Regions from separate parts of the Gossypium hirsutum genome. Here region 2 is linked to region 1. Evidence: chromatin contacts called from public Hi-C data. All regions are on one chromosome and are shown on one strand. Each heading gives the region's core, a stretch centred on a gene start, on an enhancer-like site or on the middle of the called end of the contact. The rest is flanking DNA. Distances are from core to core; before and after follow the strand shown. Region 1 holds the start of LOC107887318 (probable inactive receptor kinase At5g58300). Region 2 holds the start of LOC107887320 (sialidase).

Region 1 (4,613 bases), core at 1,577-4,076:
TTATAAATGATGGCACCAATAAAGTTATTAACATAACTTTAAGATATTGTTATCCTATCAAAAAATGGAGAGAATTTATTGTCAAATATTAAATATATTTTTCTAGAATAACAATTCTGTCAGTTTCTATTTGAGGAGAGAGAATCTTCGTTTTCACCCTAAAAGAAAATAATTTTTTTTCTAGTTTTGTGTTTTGATTCAATTGGATCGAACCCACACTTGAAGCAGTTCATGGTATGAGAATAGTAAAAAAGATCGTTTGGTTCAAAGTAAAAAAAAAAATCAAGGATTCTTTTATCCGAAAAAATAAGTATGATTTCGGTTTAAGGTTTATTGCTATAAATATAACAAACCGAGTCAGTTTTCAAAATTTTAATTTTTCGCTGTGCAAGAAAACTATTTTCAACCCGAGTTTTTTTTCCCAATATCAATGTTGGGGCACCAGTCTTTCAATGTCGCAACATCCAACTTTGAAGCCAAGGAAGTTCAGTTCGATATTCAGTGTCGCAACATTGGTTCGACAAGGCTCAATTTACATCTGAGGGTGTTTTAGTCTGCATAGTCTTAATTAAATGTGATTAGTCATTTGTAATTAACCCAATTCGGTCATACAACACTATTATTATAAATAGCAAAGCTCAAGACTTGATTAGAGGCATTTTTCCCTTTGTTTAATTTCTTTCTGCTTAGATTAAAGTTGAAATTGGGTGAAATTGCTGCTTTACTTTGGTTGATGTTAATTTCAGTTTTTGTCTTTAGTTTGTTCATCAAATCTTATTATTTCTTTTGGTTTTGCTTGCAATCTACTTCAACTCAACATCTGTTTAATAGGTTTTTCGTTTCTGTACGGAGTCGACATCAAACATATCCAATTTCTCTTTTCTTTTTCTTTTATTTTAATATTTAGTTTAAATATTTAAATTTAAATGAGGGAAATTCGCATCCATGATGAACTAAAACCTTATAGAGATTGACGAGCGGATGTGAGATTAATTAATATTTTAGGGTTTGCTTTATAGTTAGTTGAGTTGGGTTGAGTGTGATTAAATCCTAGAATTGACGACCCTAGTAAGTATTTTAGGTAGATGAGGTTGAAAGAGTAGTCTATCGAGCATCTCTCAATTTATCTCGATTTAAGTTGTGAGGTCAAAAAATAAATAGCTTCTGCCGACTAGTTAATTTAATTAGAGGTCGAAAGATAATAATTAGGTTAATTAGTTGATTCATTAAAACCCTAAATCCGAAGTTAATTTTGAACACTGAAAAGAGTTGATCTTCTCTTTATTTAATTTGAGCAAAATCCATTTGTTTGCTAGTTTTCTTATTTTTATGTTAATTTTTTTTCATATTATTCTCTTTTATTTTTCATACTATAAGATTATATTATTACTGTTTAGCCCACTTAGTTTAGAAATTATTAGTTAGTTTAATTCAACTTCCTTGGGTACGATCCTTGGAACACTTTTGTGTTCCATTGTAGCTTCTATATTACAACCTAACCCAGATACTTGTGGACGCCGCTTAATTTATATCTTTTTGTTGCAGTAGTTTAAGTCCCGACGTTCGCACGTTGGGACGATGGTCAATACCTATATCTAATCTAGTACTTATATTTAAGCAATTTACTTAGTTAATGTCACTTTTAACTAAGTTTCCAACTCAGTTATGAAATTTTAAAAAAATACTTTTCTTTTAAATTATAATTAATATTATTATGTTGACACTTTTATTTTTTTATACTTTTATATCATCTTTAAATAAAAGGATTAAAAATTAAAAATCCAAAAATTTAACACGTGTTCAATTGTATTAAGATATAAAGTCATTACCAATCCACCTATATTCATTGTTAAATAAATTTTAAAGATAAAACATTTCTTTTACCCATATCGTGATTGAGACAAAATGTAATTATTATTATATTATTTAAATGTTAGATTGAGTTAGTGTCACGTGTTAACTTGAAAAATACTCAATCAATATAATTACTAAATAAATAAATAACAATAAATATTATTATGGGTATTTTTGTTTTCCATACCTTTATATAAAATCTATAAAATATAAATATACAAATGCTAAGATTTCAACTTAAAATATTAACTTAATATCTTATACATACACGCTATAGTAAGGTTCATACGGTAAAAGAAGGAAAGGTAAACTACCTCATTAATCACTTTAAATTAGGGTTTTTTGATTTTGATTACTCAATTTTTTTGTCAATTTAATCATTACCATTAAAAAAATATATTTAAAATAATCACTCAGCCGTTATGTCATTAACATATTGATTCGATAAAAGATATTATTGTCGGTTCAAAAGTTTTTCTTTTCAAAATTTTTCTTTTATGTATATATATTATAAATTATATATATAGATAATGTATATAATTACTACAAATAATTATTTCTTTAAATGCTACATTCCTTTTCAATTTAATGTTAAAAAATAATGAAATTAATGAAGTACATATTAAAATCCTATAAATACGGTTTAAATAAGATTAAACATGTATGTATATTAACTTAAAATAAAATACTATTTAAAAATAAAAAATAAAAAACATTTTAAATTTAAATTAAGAAATTTTTATATAATACTGAACAACACTATAAATACTGTTTAAAATTTTAAATTTTTTATTATAATTAATTTAAATTAAAATCTTTTGAAAATAAATACATTCACATTTATTTCTCATATCATTAAGTAAATTTATAACAAAAATAAAAGAAGTAGTTGAATCCAAAACCTTAATTTATAATTTATTTATTAATAAATATAAAGAATTTATTAACGGAGAAAAGTTGGTTAATGGGGAAGGATTAGTTAGAGAGTGTAGAAGAAAAGTTTGACTAGGAGTCCACCTACTCTTTTCAGTACTCAATGCAACGTCTTTATTTTTAGGAAGCAATTCTTAATTTTGGTCAAACAATTTTCAGATTCCGTCGGCTCCGACTTTCTTCCAGATCTGCACTGCATTTTCGAGCTTAAGCCCTACGCTATCCTCCAATAACACCTGCGCACTGCCTCTTAACTCCCTCTTTTTTTCGTGGAAGGAATGCAAATTCCAAAACCCAGATTGTCCAATTTAGCTGCTTAGCCTCTTGGCGCTTTGTAACCCCATTTTTGCTAAAGGTTTGTTTCACATATAATTTCTTCTTTCCTTTATATATTTTAGTTCAAGTGGAAGGAAGAAAGCTCCTCTGCATTTCGGAACTTGGTTGTTTTAACTGCAATGTTCGTTCCTTGGGAGCTATAATTTTCAAGAATGTATGTCTCTAATGAATTCTACAATTGCTTCCGGGAAGGAAAAAAAAGCCATTGCATATTGTAAGTTCAACTCATCTCTTATTTTTTTTCCTTTTGAATATGTTTCTTTATTTAGCTTGTCTTAAATATTGTACCAACATTATGTTCTTCAGCTTCTGATTTTTGGGAAAATTCATAAATTTATCATATTATTCCATATTATATCTAATATTTAAATATTTTATTCGTATTGTGTCTGTTTCACAAACCAGAAAGCTTGACTTGATATATAACCTCTAATTAATCCAAAGTAAATATCTTGTCATTGCTTGTGCTCTGTTTGAGCTGAAAAAGGAACTTTGACTAAACCATGCTTTTATCTCCTTTATGATTTTTCATGTCTTTATTTTTATAGAGATTATTATCATTATAGTTATTAACTTGTTCTCATAGTTTCCATACTCATTGTATGCTGGACAAATGTTGACTGCTTTTATATGATTGAGAAGAAAGTTTTTAAAATACCATCCTTTTAAAGATTTTCTAACTAAACCTGTTGATAAATGGCAGGGGAATGAAGACTGCTGAAATGAAGCTGGCATCCTACTTTGCTGCATTTGCTTGTCTGTTTCTTTGTTGCGGTTCAGGAACAGTTGCTGACTTAGACTTAGATGAGCAAGCCCTCCTGCAATTTTCTGCCACAGTTCCTCATGGCCGTAAACTTAATTGGAGTCCTGCTACCCCGGTATGCACTTCATGGGTTGGCATCAATTGCACCAAGGACGGCTCCCGTGTAATAGCCTTGCACCTTCCTGGTGTTGGACTGCACGGTCAAATTCCAGCCAACACACTCGGAAAGCTTGATGCTCTCATGATCCTCAGCCTTCGGTCGAACCGTCTCAGCGGGAACCTTCCATCTGATGTACTCTCCCTTCCCTCTCTTCGTTATGTATACCTTCAGCATAACAACTTTTCAGGTGACATCCCTTCCTCTCTCCCTCTCAGTCTGGATTTCCTTGATCTCTCCTTCAACTCCTTGACAGGCAGCATTCCAACCGCAATTCAGAATCTAACAAACCTGACTGGTTTAAACCTTCAGAATAACTCCCTTACAGGACCTATTCCCGATTTCAATCTTCCAAGGCTTAGGCTTTTGAATTTGAGCTACAACCATTTAAATGGATCAGTCCCATCTTCCTTCCAGAAGTTCCCTGCTTCTTCTTTTGTAGGAAACCATATATGTGGGCCTCCACTTAACCAATGTCTTACAATTAGCCCTTCACCATCACCTTCCCCAACTAACTTCCCTCCACCAACAGTACCAGAAAACCCAAGAAGAGATTCCCATAAGAAATTA
Region 2 (4,641 bases), core at 724-3,223, 190 kb before region 1:
CTCTTCGTAATTCCCAGCTCTCCGCCCCAACTAAATGAATCAACAACCATTATCATCACCACACTTTTCTCCATACTCCTCCCTTGTTGTATCATTATATAAGTTTCATTCTTTTTATCTAAACTTGATTTTTAAACTTAATATTTTTTTATCTAAACTCTAACAATAATTCATAAGATTTTGAGGGATAATTCAACATTTAACAAATCTTTAAAAGAAATTATAATTTGAAAAAGTGGAATTTAAATAGTGCTTTGTTCAATGAAAGTAACATCTCATCTATCACTAATTTAATTTTGAGTTATTGTGGGTACAAAATTAAATTAAAGCAATGTCATGTTTTAGACGAAGTTATGACTGCCTAATACTTTAATAAAATTATAATTAATCTACTTTTTTTTAATTTACTGAAATATATATATATAATTAAAGGGTTATTTGGTGTCGTTTTAAATTTTTTCTGAAAACAAGAAAAAGAAAACATGTATTTGTTTTCAAAAACGGAAAAAGGAAGAAAAAATTCCAAAATTGTTGGAAAAAAAGAAGAAGTTCCAACTGTTTTAAGAAAAAAACAATTTCGTTTGTGACACTACTTTTATAACAAAATAATAATTAAAAATTAAAATATAAGCATAAATAATGTAGTTGGGTCTTTTATTGAATATGGTGGGAGGAGTTAGACACGTAGCCTTTCGTAAATCAATCATTCATCCACTTTTCTAAATTTTTGTTGACGTTAAATTAACACATTTGATTCATTAAAAAAAAGTCATTTTTCTTTAAAGGGCTAGTTTGGGACCAAAATTTCAAGTACATCACTATTAAAAAAATTTATCACCTATTTAAAACATAAATATAATTTAAAATAATATACAATAAATAATAAAATATATAATTCAAAATTAATTAATAATACGTAAAATATGTATTATATTGAAATAATATAGATATGCAATTAAAGGAGGTATTATGCATAATAAAAATAAAATTATTAAAATAAAATTTTAATTTAGTGATACATTTAAAGTTTTATCAATTTAATTGACGTAGTTTAAATTTTTCTATGTGCATATTTTTATTAATTTTTTTAAAAATTAAAATATTTTCTAATAATATAACTCATTTAAAATGTTAAAGAACATTTTAGTAATTTCCTAATATAATTGGTAACGGATTAACTTATAAAATCAAATCAATCAGAGCTTAAATATGAAAATAATTTTTTTTATTCATTCTATTTCTAATTTTTGGTGAAAAAACATAATTTAATATCATTTTTTGTGATAAATAAAGTGAAATAACTCTCTATTGGTTCAAATAAAATTTAGAATGTTTCTTCTACTAATATTTTTATAAATTTAAATATTGCACTAATGTCAATGTAAAAAAATTAAATTTCTTAATTTAATTATATTAATATTTATCATACTCATGAAATTTAATATTTCATATAAATTTATATTTTAATAGTAATGGAGTAGATGGTTGTTACTTTTCTTCTTTTTTTTTAAATAATGAACGGTTTACTTGATAGTTTAATTAAGAATTTTTTAAGAGTGCATAGATATTTTGTTTATAAAAAATTAAATTAAAATCAATATTAACCGAGATTCAATTATAAAATATAGTATTTTTGGTTTCTTACATCCAAATAAGAAAAATACATATTATTTGAAGTCATAATTTTAAAATTTTGTGTACCCCAATTTTACCATTAGTAATATTTAATTTTTATATTAATAATTTTAAATGTCTTGATTACCTTTATTTTTCAAAATTAGTATTTATTCCCCAAGATTTAGAAATATTTGAATGGACACTTATAATAAAAATATTTTTTTGAAAAAAAAAACATAAATTTAAGGTACAAATAACAATGGTGAGGAGAGATAAAATATTAGCATTATAAATTAATTATTACAAAAAAAATATTAGTTTATTTAAGAAAAAGAAAAGCTGTGTTGCCTGTCTCCGTAAACAAAAGCACAGATCTGATTTTAAAGCTACGAAGGAAGGATTTAGCAGTGAGCAGAACAGATCTGAACACCACTTCACTCCCCCACATACCACTTCATTAATATTATAAAGAAAAATATAATAAAAGGGCAGATAAAGTGACAGCCCGGTGACCAACTGTTTTTTGCTTTGCATTTCGTAATGGCAGAAGTAGCATTGCATTGCATTTTATCTTTTGAGGTACATATCAAGCTGTCTCAACCTCTCTGAGAAAACAAAGCTGCCATTTTACCTCACACAGGAAGAAAATAAAAACTTAAGCAACCAAGCAAGAAAGAAAGAGCGATGAGGCAGGGAGCATCAGCAACCAATTAAGATGATGAATAGGAACCTAAGGGAATCGCTGGTGAGTGGCGGCGGGAGGAATAACAGTAATAACATTCCGGCGGCCTCCCTTCATCACCGCCGTGGAAAAATTTTTAACGCTGGATTGTTCCCCAGGGATTCAGAAGAGAATTTGGATCTTTTCTCAAAGAGTCGCCGCAGCCTCTCCGTCGCCTCCTCCGATGGTACAAACTTCTCCTCTTCTGCGTTCCTTTTCTTACTTTGATGCTATTATTTTCAAATTAGTTTGTCAATTTCAAAGGGAGCAGTTAGCTAAGCTTCGTCTCTATTCTTTTCCATTTCTATTTTTCTTTCTCCCATAAATTAAGAAAATGACTGATGGTTTTGGATGCAAATATAGTCGTTTTTAGGGGAATGATAGCTAAAATAAGTTTTGATTTTGATTTTGATTTTGTAGTGTCAGTAAAACAGGGAAGAACATCACATGGATCAGATGATCTACTTTCTTCTACAGATGGAGGAAAGCATGATTATGACTGGTAAATCATTGCTATTTTATTACTATAATAATAGATTACTGGTAAATCGCATCTCTCTCCTTTCCAAATTTAATTAAACTAATCATTTGCATCATTTTCTCTTTCGGATCTGGTTTCTTTCCATAATCCAATGTTCAAAATTTTTTAAAGCTTTTTTCATATATATGGAAAATCTTTGAATGGAAAAGACAACCATCTAAATGAACGAACCTTTTCTTCTTGTGAATCTTCACTTTTTCCATTGTTTCAAGTCAATGTTAACTGGAATCCAGATCTGTCAACTAAAACTAAAACTCATTTCGCTGTTTCAATTTTATTGGAATGTGAATTTTTTTTTTGAGACTACATTTTTTGTTCATATGAACACAATTTTAAATAAATAAATTCTGAAGTTTGTGAATTGTTTGTTTTATTTAATAATTTTACTGAATTGGACCACGAATGCACCTTGATTGGTTTCGTGTGTACCAATTCGAAAATGGTTGAGAAGATAGCAATCTCTGGTATTGTTTATAATAATGTTATGCTATAACGTTGAGTTGTTGAGTTACTCAAGTGAACAAAATTCTGGGTGAAACTTTTTGCCCTAAGCTTTGAGAGGTAAAATTTGATTGCTTTAGTGATCAAATAACCGATTTGACAACCATTTCTGGGTAATATATTACCTTGCTCGCTTAATTGAGACTTGAATTTAGACTCAGTTTGGAAATCCTTGTCTCTCTCAGTTTATAATATTAACTACTTTTCCATTATTAGGCTTCTAACTCCTCCTGGAACTCCAGTCTTTCCTTCATCTGAGGGATCAGAATCTCAGTCAGCTCCAAGAAACAATTCCAAAGTTAGATCAGTTTCAACCACAAAGGCTTCAAGGGTATGCATGTCCTTAATTTTAGACTTATTTTGCTTTTTCTGTCAAAATTAGTGGTTGCACTATTTTCTGGTTAGCATATGATTGTTATTGTCCACTCAAAGTTGGCAACCATGAATGACTTTTTTTTTTTTTTTGGTTTCTCTCTGTTTCAGCTTTCAGTTTCACATTCTGAAAATAATCCTTCCTCGAGACCTGCTAGAAGCAGTTCGGTCACTCGACCTTCTCTCTCTTCTTCATACAATAACTATTCATCAAATAGGGGCAGTTCAATTCTCAATACAAGCTCAGCTTCTGTGTCATCTTATATTAGACCATCCTCACCTATCACCCGCTCATTATCTACAGCAAGACCTTCAACCCCATCTTCAAGGTCAACATCATCGCGGCCCTCAACTCCTTTGAAAGTCCGTCAATCTCCAACAAGCTCTTACCTTGACAACAGTAGGCCCTCACAAAGTTCAAGACCGTGGACTCCAACTTCTAGGCCACAAGTCCCTGCAAACTTGAACTCAACAGCTGTTCGTTCGAATTCTCGCCCATCAACTCCCACGCGTCGGAATCCAGCAGCTTCTTTGTCTTCACCAGTTAGTCCTTCACCTTCTTCTAATGGGCGCACTGTTTCAAATGGTCACACTGCAGCTCCAGCATCTCGACCAAGCTCCCCAGGTCCACGAGTCCGCCCTCCGCAACAGCCAGTTGTACCCCCTGATTTTCCTCTTGACACACCACCAAACCTTAGAACAGCGTTGCCTGATAGGCCAATCTCTGCCGGTAGGTCCAGGCCCAGTGCTTCTGTTACCACAAAGACAAACCAAGATACTACCAGCTCTATAAATATGCCAAGAAGACATTCTTCACCTATTGTCCCGAGGGGAAGGCTCACCGAGCCTCCTGGAAGGACTCGGGTCCATTCCAATGGGCATCCATCTG

What was found. Hi-C and Micro-C count contacts between places; a contact is called where the count stands out from the background.
Region 2: a contact with region 1 is called in a Hi-C map of leaf, with 2.6 times the contacts expected there. The contact joins the promoter of LOC107887320 here to the promoter of LOC107887318 in region 1. A contact is called at or near these places in 9 of 34 Hi-C or Micro-C datasets (callus, leaf and petal).

The regions. Positions count from the first base shown.
Region 1 is chrA03:38,207,259-38,211,871 of Gossypium_hirsutum_v2.1, reverse strand. It overlaps LOC107887318 (probable inactive receptor kinase At5g58300), which reads left to right and starts at 2,826. Exons shown (of 3, transcript XM_016811511.2): 1 at 2,826-3,337; 2 at 3,827-4,613. The coding sequence starts at 3,276.
Region 2 is chrA03:38,394,202-38,398,842 of Gossypium_hirsutum_v2.1, reverse strand. It overlaps LOC107887320 (sialidase), which reads left to right and starts at 1,973. Exons shown (of 5, transcript XM_016811513.2): 1 at 1,973-2,525; 2 at 2,759-2,840; 3 at 3,597-3,711; 4 at 3,864-4,641. The coding sequence starts at 2,333.